2 separate regions of the Sus scrofa genome follow, and region 1 is linked to region 2. Evidence: chromatin contacts called from public HiChIP or PLAC-seq data. All regions are on one chromosome and are shown on one strand. The core of a region is the stretch at or near the end of the contact, and the rest is flanking DNA. Distances in the headings are between cores, read along the strand shown. Region 1 overlaps LOC110255481 (a long non-coding RNA gene). Region 2 has its middle 30 kb from the start of AHR.

Evidence for each region. HiChIP or PLAC-seq counts read pairs in DNA pulled down with a chosen protein or histone mark.
Region 1: a contact with region 2 is called in an H3K27ac HiChIP or PLAC-seq map of alveolar macrophages. The contact joins two enhancer-like sites. A contact is called at or near these places in 1 of 47 Hi-C or Micro-C datasets (embryonic fibroblasts) and 1 of 2 datasets of contacts at active chromatin or transcription factors (alveolar macrophages).

The regions. Positions count from the first base shown.
Region 1 is chr9:86,852,356-86,856,536 of Sscrofa11.1, reverse strand. All of the region lies in intron 1 of LOC110255481 (a long non-coding RNA gene), which reads left to right. Among named protein-coding and RNA genes, the nearest start is that of SNX13, 230 kb to the left of the region's middle. Within about 2 kb of position 2,361, at least 9 of the 83 cell types and tissues checked have an H3K27ac peak or open chromatin away from gene starts, as enhancers often do. A contact at or near this core is called in alveolar macrophages, where this site is marked.
Region 2 is chr9:86,480,267-86,484,440 of Sscrofa11.1, reverse strand. No RefSeq gene overlaps it. Among named protein-coding and RNA genes, the nearest start is that of AHR, 30 kb to the left of the region's middle. Within about 2 kb of position 2,305, at least 4 of the 83 cell types and tissues checked have an H3K27ac peak or open chromatin away from gene starts, as enhancers often do. A contact at or near this core is called in alveolar macrophages, where this site is marked.

The DNA.
Region 1 (4,181 bases), core at 1,112-3,611, 370 kb before region 2:
AGACAGACTCTTTCTTAACAAACAGGACCATGTAAGGGATGAGTTCCCAAAGACAAAGATAGCCCCAAGGCCACTGACCACATGGATCAACAAAACAAACCGTGTCTATAAAAAAACATAAAAAAACACAAACACTCCCCTGTGGTGGGGGAGCCTGAGTCTCAAGGCTCCTCAGAGCTCCCAACCACTCTGTCGGTCAACAGACTCCTCTTGCAGTCTCATTGCTCTAGCCTCTGCCACAGCCACAGCAACGTGGGATCTGAGCCGGTCTGCAACCTACACCACAGCTCACGGCAACACTGGATCCTTAACCCACTGAGCAAGGCCAGGGGTCAATCCTGTAACCTCATGGTTCCTGGTCAGATTTGTTAATCACTGCACCACAAAGGGATCGCCTCTTCTTATCAATCTTATCTCTTCTAAGATTGTTAGACGATTTGTTCTTCCAACAATCTTATCCCTCTACTCCAGCTGAGCTCAGCTCCTTCAGCTGACATTTTCCTTGAGGTGTCAAAGAGAAACAAGGCCCAGTTTCCTTGGCCTAATAAGTCCCAGCTGTTCTCAGCCCAGGGGCCCATCTACCTCCTACCTCAATGAGGGTGACAAAACTATATTGTTGTCTCACCAGTCAATGCACAAAATGGAGACATCAGCTTGGTAATTGCATTTAGCAGAGAAAAACTAAAAAAGCCAAAGATAACTCTCTGTTGAGATTTTAGTTTCACTATTTCATAATGTATAATAGAGAACACTTTGTATACATTTATAAGAAAAGGTATCTTATGGATAACCAGATTGCTGTGAATTTCATTTAGCATTCTACAGATAACTGCATGTAAGGGCATTCTGTAAGCTTCCTTCTAAAGATATTACTGAGATGACATATGGCCTGGTGTGTTTGCATCCTTGCTTCTCAGAGTGTTAGGCATTAGTGTTTACTGTCTAAGGTCAGGTAGAGGATTTTAATGGGTTGGATTTTGACCAAAATTTATGTTTGGAGTCTTATCCCTAGGAACTCAACATGTCACTTTTCTTTTTTTTGGAGATAGCATCTTTATAGAGGTAACCAAGCAAAAGTGAGGTCATTAAGGTAGGCTCTCATCCAGCATGCCTGTTGTCCTGGTAAGAAGGGGAAACTTGGACAAAGGGATACACATAGAGGGAAGATGATATGAAGAGACAAGGAGAAGATGGCCATTACAAACCAGGTGGAGAGACCTGAAATGGAGCCTTCCCTCACAGCCCTCAGAAGGAACCAGCCCTGCCAACAACTTCATCTCAGACTTTAGCCTCAAAAACTGGGAGACAATAAATTTCTGTTTTAGGCTGCCCATTTTCTGGTGCTTTGTATTAGGAAACTAATACAAGCATTTATTCAGGAGTATGCATTATAAACTGACTTAGGAGGAGGAAGAACCATGTAAGGAACAGTAAGGTGCCAGGAAAGTTCGTGGACACTGTTAGCTTGGGAGATAGGGTGGCAATGGGTTCTTGTTTTTATCCTGTTTGTGGGTGGAACAGGGCAGGGCATCAGGCCTAGCCTCAGGTTCACTAAGACCTTACTAATTTTTGCTCATCTGATTGGGAAGGATTTAGAAGAAGTAGAATAAGACTTGAATTTTCTGTGTGAGTTGTGAGGGGATATGATGGCTTCAAAAGAGATTACTTGGAGTGCATAGAGGGTTTGGAAGAAAAACACGTAAATACTCTAAATTTGGCCATTGGCATTTAAGAAACTTAACATCGTGTTGCGGAAGGGTTATTTTATACTCCGCTGATCTGAAGGATTCTGAGACGTATGGAACGTGTATAAATCTTACTTTAATTAAATGCTTAGGAACGTCTAAAGGTCTACTCTATTTCTTTGCTCCTTTGTCTCTCGTTCTCTCTGAATTATGGGGGTGACAGTGCAGATTTTTTTGATCCCTGACTCATCCTTTTACCTACTTGCTCTGGTGTTTATATGAAAATATTTCCTGCAGTTGAAAGGGTAACTGTTCTAATGTTCAAGACGAAGAAGGAGGTCCAAATGTTAGCTCTCAAACAGTGAGACCTTATTAAGAGTGGAAGTAAAAAGCCCCCAGACACTCATTGAGGGAGCACAGGAGGGGCCCCAGGCCTGTCAACAATCAGTTACAACTGAGGCCCTTCCCACTCCTCTGGCCAGGGTCTAATTTAAATCTCAGTTGGCTGGAACTTCTTGATTTGATTACACCAGTTCCCAGGCTGTGAGGAGTTAAGCCAAAAAGGTTTTCATTAATTTGCCTTCTCCCTAAAGATTTGAGACTTGCTGTTTCAAAGAAAGCGAGATACCACAATGAGCCAACTATTTGGTGAGAAGTTTCTCCTCTGGGAGAAAGGCGTTTGCTCAGATTCCAGCCTTTCAAATGTCAAATGTTACTCATCCCTGCTTTGGCTCTTGCAAGCCTGTGTAGTTCCTTCTTTTTTCTTTTAATTGGAGTATGTTTTCTTCTACTAGTAGCTCAGGGAACTTTTACTTGCTGTTGGAAATCTAACCCTGGTACACGAAAAGTATGACTAATCCTACTTACTGGAATTTCAGTGTTTTCATCAAGGCCGCAGTTTCCATTTCCAATTTTACATAATAAGGGAAACACACCAACTGGCAAACACTCTTTTTGTCGGTTGGTGTACATCAAAATATCTCCTGTGTTATAATTGAAAGGAAAGTTTCATAATGGAGATTTTTTTTTTTTTTTGCAATTGAAGGAAAACTGTCTGCAAGTATATTTAAAGAAAGGGTAGCTCATGAGATGAGTACCCAGTTAAGATGTTTACTCAATGAAGTAGTTAAACTTTTCAGCTGCTTTTTAATTGTCTGTACAGCAGGATATTAGGTTATTTTTAGGCAGAAAGAGTGGTATATACACTGAGTCATGGCCAGTGGAAGGATTTTAGAACAACATACAAATGCTCATGCCATTAAAATGACTTAGTTAAGCCATCATTGTGATGGCCATTGGAAAGATGAAAGAATATCAGCTAACGCAAACCAAATTTTTGTCTTCATCGAAGCCATCATTTATTACTTCGTTATGGATATCTGGAATGCCATTGGAAAGATCTCCTATCAGGAAGGTCTAGTGGAAATGGCTTAAGATTTACCAGGCAGCTCCTTTAAGGCAAAATCTGACTAAAGGGAATAGAGAAAGACCTTGGAATGGCCTGAGATTTTCAAATCTTTCTTCTCTAAAGAATCACCTGGAGTTATTGAAAATATAGATTCTCCAGATCCCATTCTGCAAATTTCTGGTTAAGTGGGCCAATGTGTATATACATTTCTTGGCAGATTACTCTAGGCACAGTTAGGATAGGGAACCTCTGCCAGTTTGGGTAACTGCAGCAATGAAGTAATGATGGCTTAACTAAGTCATTTTAATGGCATGAGCATTTCTATGTTGTTCTAAAATCTTTCCATTGGCCATGACTCAGTGTATATACCATTCCTTCTGCCTAAAAATAACCTAATATCCTGCTGTGCAATCACCTGTGTAGGGTCTGATGAATTTTTTTTTTTTTCTTTTTAGGGCTGTACCCACAGCCTGTGTTCCCAGGCTAGGGGTTGAATCAGAGCTACAGCTGCTGGCCTACACCACAGCCAAAGTAGCATAGGATCCAAGCCGAATCTACGACCTACACTGCAGCTCACGGCAACGGTGGATCCCCAACTCACTGAGCAAGGCCAGGGATTAAACCTTCATCCTCATGGATACTAGTCAGATTTGATTCCACAGAGCCACATTGGGAACTCTCAGGCTGGTGAATTTAATAAGGCAAAACTTTTTGCCTTTTTTTTGAATCAGTAGATGAACCCCAATCGCCTGTTTTTCCTATCACTTCTTTGAATCATTGTGGAGTCATTTGTATGTCAATTGATAAGCAGTCAACTGGAATCTTCCTTGGAAAAACAATGTGCTAGACCTGGGTGGGTATCAGAAATATGTGCAGAGTTACTGGAAACTATTTTCTTTGGACCGTCTGAATTGTAATCTCAGGGAGGGGTCTAGACCTCCATTCTTATATAGGCTTTAGAGATGATTTTGAAAAGCAGTTGATTTTGAGAATCTGAGTTCTACTAATGGGGAGAAGTGCTGATTACTGCTGTTGGGTACTAACTGAAGGTGAACTGCCTACACAGAAATCATATTAATTTGATTATC
Region 2 (4,174 bases), core at 1,056-3,555:
CTCTTCTGCCATGTAACATAACAGACTCACAGATTTCGGGAGTTGGGACGTTGGGTGTCTCTGGGAGGCCATCCGTCTGCTATGGTTGGCTAAAGACAAGGAGCTAAGAATGAGGATGACACAGACATTATAGGGGAAAAATTGGACCAAAAGGGGGGGGGCGCAAGTTGAGAAAATACTAAAAAGGAGGGGGAAAAAAGTTTTCCCTAGATGAAAGAATGTTTATTTAGTTTACAGGTTTTTATTTAAGTATAGGGGAGGGGGGGATGTCTTCCACTTGTTGTGTTTTTGTGTATTGCACAGGGCAGTCCAGAAGGCTTGTTCCTGTCTTGATACTCTGTCTGTTAAAGAGATGCCCTCAAGGGAGAATTAAGGTCAGTCTTAGCAAGTTGTGGCCAAGCTAGCGGCACTACTTCTGCTTGGGTGTGGCACGCCCCTGCCTGACACCAAAGTCACCTCAACCATGTAGACTGATGATCATTCTGTGCCCTGCTGCTTCATGGGTGTGAAGTATGGAGCTTACACTGTGGGGATATGCAGGAGGTAGACAGATGCCACAGGCACAAGGTGCTGCTTTCTGGGGGCAGGTAGCTTGCAAACACAAAGGAGTCATATCTGAGTCACTGGGGAGCAGTGGAGATCTCTTGTGGAGCACTAGAGTTGAGAGGAGTGAAGCTGTCCCTCAGGTGTGGACGCTGGCCTAGTGGCAGTGGAGGGGCAGGGTCCTCTGTCCTGTCTGTTCCCTGGAGTGCTGGTCTGAACACTCATTCAGGTTTGCCTTAAATCATGCCACACATCATGCTTGTCAGACCTAAGCAAAAACATCCCAGCAGGGGACGCTGTAAGGGCCTAGATGAATCAGAACCGAAGCAAGCCCTAACAACTGGAGACCCCTGGGCATTTGCCAGTTAGTGGCCTGATTTTAAGGAGGCTACTGTCCATGAAAATGCGCAGGGGAAATAAAGCAGGGAAACAGCTCTATACCAGCCAATATAGCTGAAGAGCAGCCTGAATTTTGGTCTAGTTAAAGCACTAGGCAATTTTTCTTTTATATTTTCAAAACTCAAAAGGTACTATCATACTCTTCCCCCACACAAATAGGATATTCCTTTCTATACATTTTCATACCTACCCCCCTTTTTTGGATAAGATTTTAATTTTTTTCTATTATAGTTGATTTACAGTGTTTCTGTCAATTTCTGCTGTACAGCAGAGTGACTTAGTCATATTCATATGTATATATACATTCTTTTTCTCACATTATCCTCCATCACAAGTGACCAGATATAGTTCCCTGTGCTATCAGGATCTTATTGCTTACCCACTCCAACTGCAATAGTTTGCATCTACTATACCTACCATTATAATTTTTGTGTTCATATCTATCCTTCTAAAGAATGCTACTCTTGGTGATTTCAAAGGAATTTTGTGTCCTCATCCAATGAAGAATTAGCCCTTTTCTCACTAAAGAGAAAAAATATCCATTTAATTTTGGGTAGGCTATATCTTTAGTATATATCCTTCTATATCTTGCTCTCAAAATATTTAACGAAAAGTGTGTTGGATTCGTAATGTGTTTACCAGCTGATTCCAAATTTAAAAGCTTCTAGAGATTAGGGCCTAAGGGGTAGCTTTGAGTATTTTCCAAACTTCCATTTTAATCACCATGACTATCACAAGCAGATTTATTCATGCTAAATTGACTGATATTCCCAAAAATACTTCCCCAGACTTGAGGAATATCTTGCATTTAACTTGATTGTCTTATAAAACAAAGAATCTGATAACAGTAACATTCATATATTCTAACTATTTAATATCTGCTAGTTAATAAAATAAGACGACATTGTGTAAACCAGTGACTAATTCCTAGAAGTTCCAAGAAATACTTAGGGAAAAGACTGAAGAAAAGAACAGTTGGAATAAATACTAGAGGTGCAAACACTATGGCTTTCCTGTAAATTCTTGAAGTCAGTGTTAATTCAACAGATTTTTAATGACATTACTAAAGCAAGCATCACAGTACATGCTGGAAATACAAATAGGACAGGCAGAGATTATTGTAAAGATAAGAGGTTTACTGATGAGCTATTGTTGATACAATTGATAATAAAAAATGGAATGGAAAGGTTTTGCAGAGGAAATGGCTAGTCAAGATTTTGTGGGTTAAAGAATAAAATATCTGTATTTGCACAGAACCATTTTAAACCTACATCCTCTTTCTAATGATACATAATCTTATGCTAGGGCTGGTGTGTCAGTCACTAAGATTGAAATGTCTAGACGGGACTGATATTCTCAAGGTTCTTGGCAGAATGACTCACTTGGGTATGAAACCACATATACACAAAACATTCACACTTTGGAGTCTAAGGTGACAGTCTGGCATTTCTCGACATTTATAGTCTTAGAAGTGATTAACCACAGAATGGCAAGTTGCTATACATGGTAATCTGATAAAACAGCTAAGGATGATGCCCAGAAATTAAAATGAGTTTATGTCTATACCTTCTAGTTCAAACATCCTTTCCCACTGGTATGACTGTACTTCTAGTCAAAACAGTGCCTACCACTTTTAAAATGATTAAGTCACACAGTTGAATTTTTGGTTCACTTACTCTAGAGCTTGCAGTGTATAACCTCAAATTTAAATTTTTTCCTTTGCTAAAAAATGTATCTATAATTTAATTTAAGAGTTTAAAAAGAACTGGAGTAGAATCACCAACTCTACCAAAAGGAGTTCAGAAAAAATGAACCACCTATTAATATAAACACAAAGATGTTGTTTAACACTTAAAAACTCAATAGGTAAATGTAATCAAATACTATCAGGGAAATAAAAGGCATCTTAAGTTTACAGATAAGACCAAACAGTGTTCTATGAAGAAGTAGGGTATGGATTACAAATGGTAGAACTGGCACTTTGAAAGGCCAATATTTTGGATTAAAATCATTGCTGTGAACCGAAGTGCCATAAAGAAAATAAATAAACACAATGAAGCTCAAATGGGACATTTAAGTGCTAATACATTTGGTTCGAAACTTATATAAACTCAGATTTTACCTTTTGGATGCAGAAATTAATATGAACTTAATAGTAAAAGTAAACACTGTGTTTTTAGAACACCAGAAAATTAGGGAATGTAAATCTAGGGAATGTTACCTAGAAAGAAAATATGCAAACACAGAAAAAATAATCAAAAGGGCATTTTAGGAGTTCCTGCTGTTGCGCAGTGGGTTAATAATCCAGTGTTGCCACAGCTGTGGTGCAGGTTGCAGCTGCAGCTTAGATTTGATTCCAGGAACTTCCATATACCTTGGGTGTAGCTGAAAAAGAAAAAGGTGTGTGTGTGGGGGAAATTTAGAGCAGTAAAAATACTCTGTGTTATAGTGACGATACATTATCATTATACATTTGTTAAAATCCATAGGCTATACAACACCAAGAGGGAATGTTAAGGTAAACTATGGACTTTGGGTCATTATGATATGTCAATGTAGGTTTATCCTTGGGGAAAAAAAAAAATCTACCATTCTGGTAAGTGATGCAGATAATAGGGGTGGCTATGCATGTGTGGGGGCAGGAGGACATGGGGAATCTCTGTACCTCCCAATCTGCTCTTAAATAAAATTTTTTTGAAAGAAATGCTGTACAGTGGGAAAAAAAAGTGTGTGTGTGGAAATAATAATAATAAATAAATTTTTAAAAATTGGCAGTAGAATTTCAAAGGTCAAACAAACTTTAGTTTTCTTTTAAAAGAATTTCAAAAAGCATGGAAATATAATCTAGACATTTTCCCACTAGCATTGTATTATATGAGACTACATATAATGGATGTCACATTTAGAAAAATGTAATGTGCTTATGTTTTTTTACTTCCTTGTGAATAGCTGTTTCCCTAGACGGTCTTGGGAGTGAAGGGAGATGAGGAGAGTTGCAGCAGAAAGGTGAAAGAAAAGACAAATTTCCCAAAGGCAATATGTAGACAACAGTCTTGAAGCCAGACTTTGAGGACATTTTCTAAATTATTTTATTTCTCCTTTTAAAAAGTCTAAAAGCCAGCCTAGCAAAATTGACTATAAATAAAAAATAAAAAATAAAAAAAAAAGCTCTAGTCAAAAAGAAAGAGGAAGAGAGAAAATCTTTTTGGTCCCAAGGGTTGATAGGAAGAGA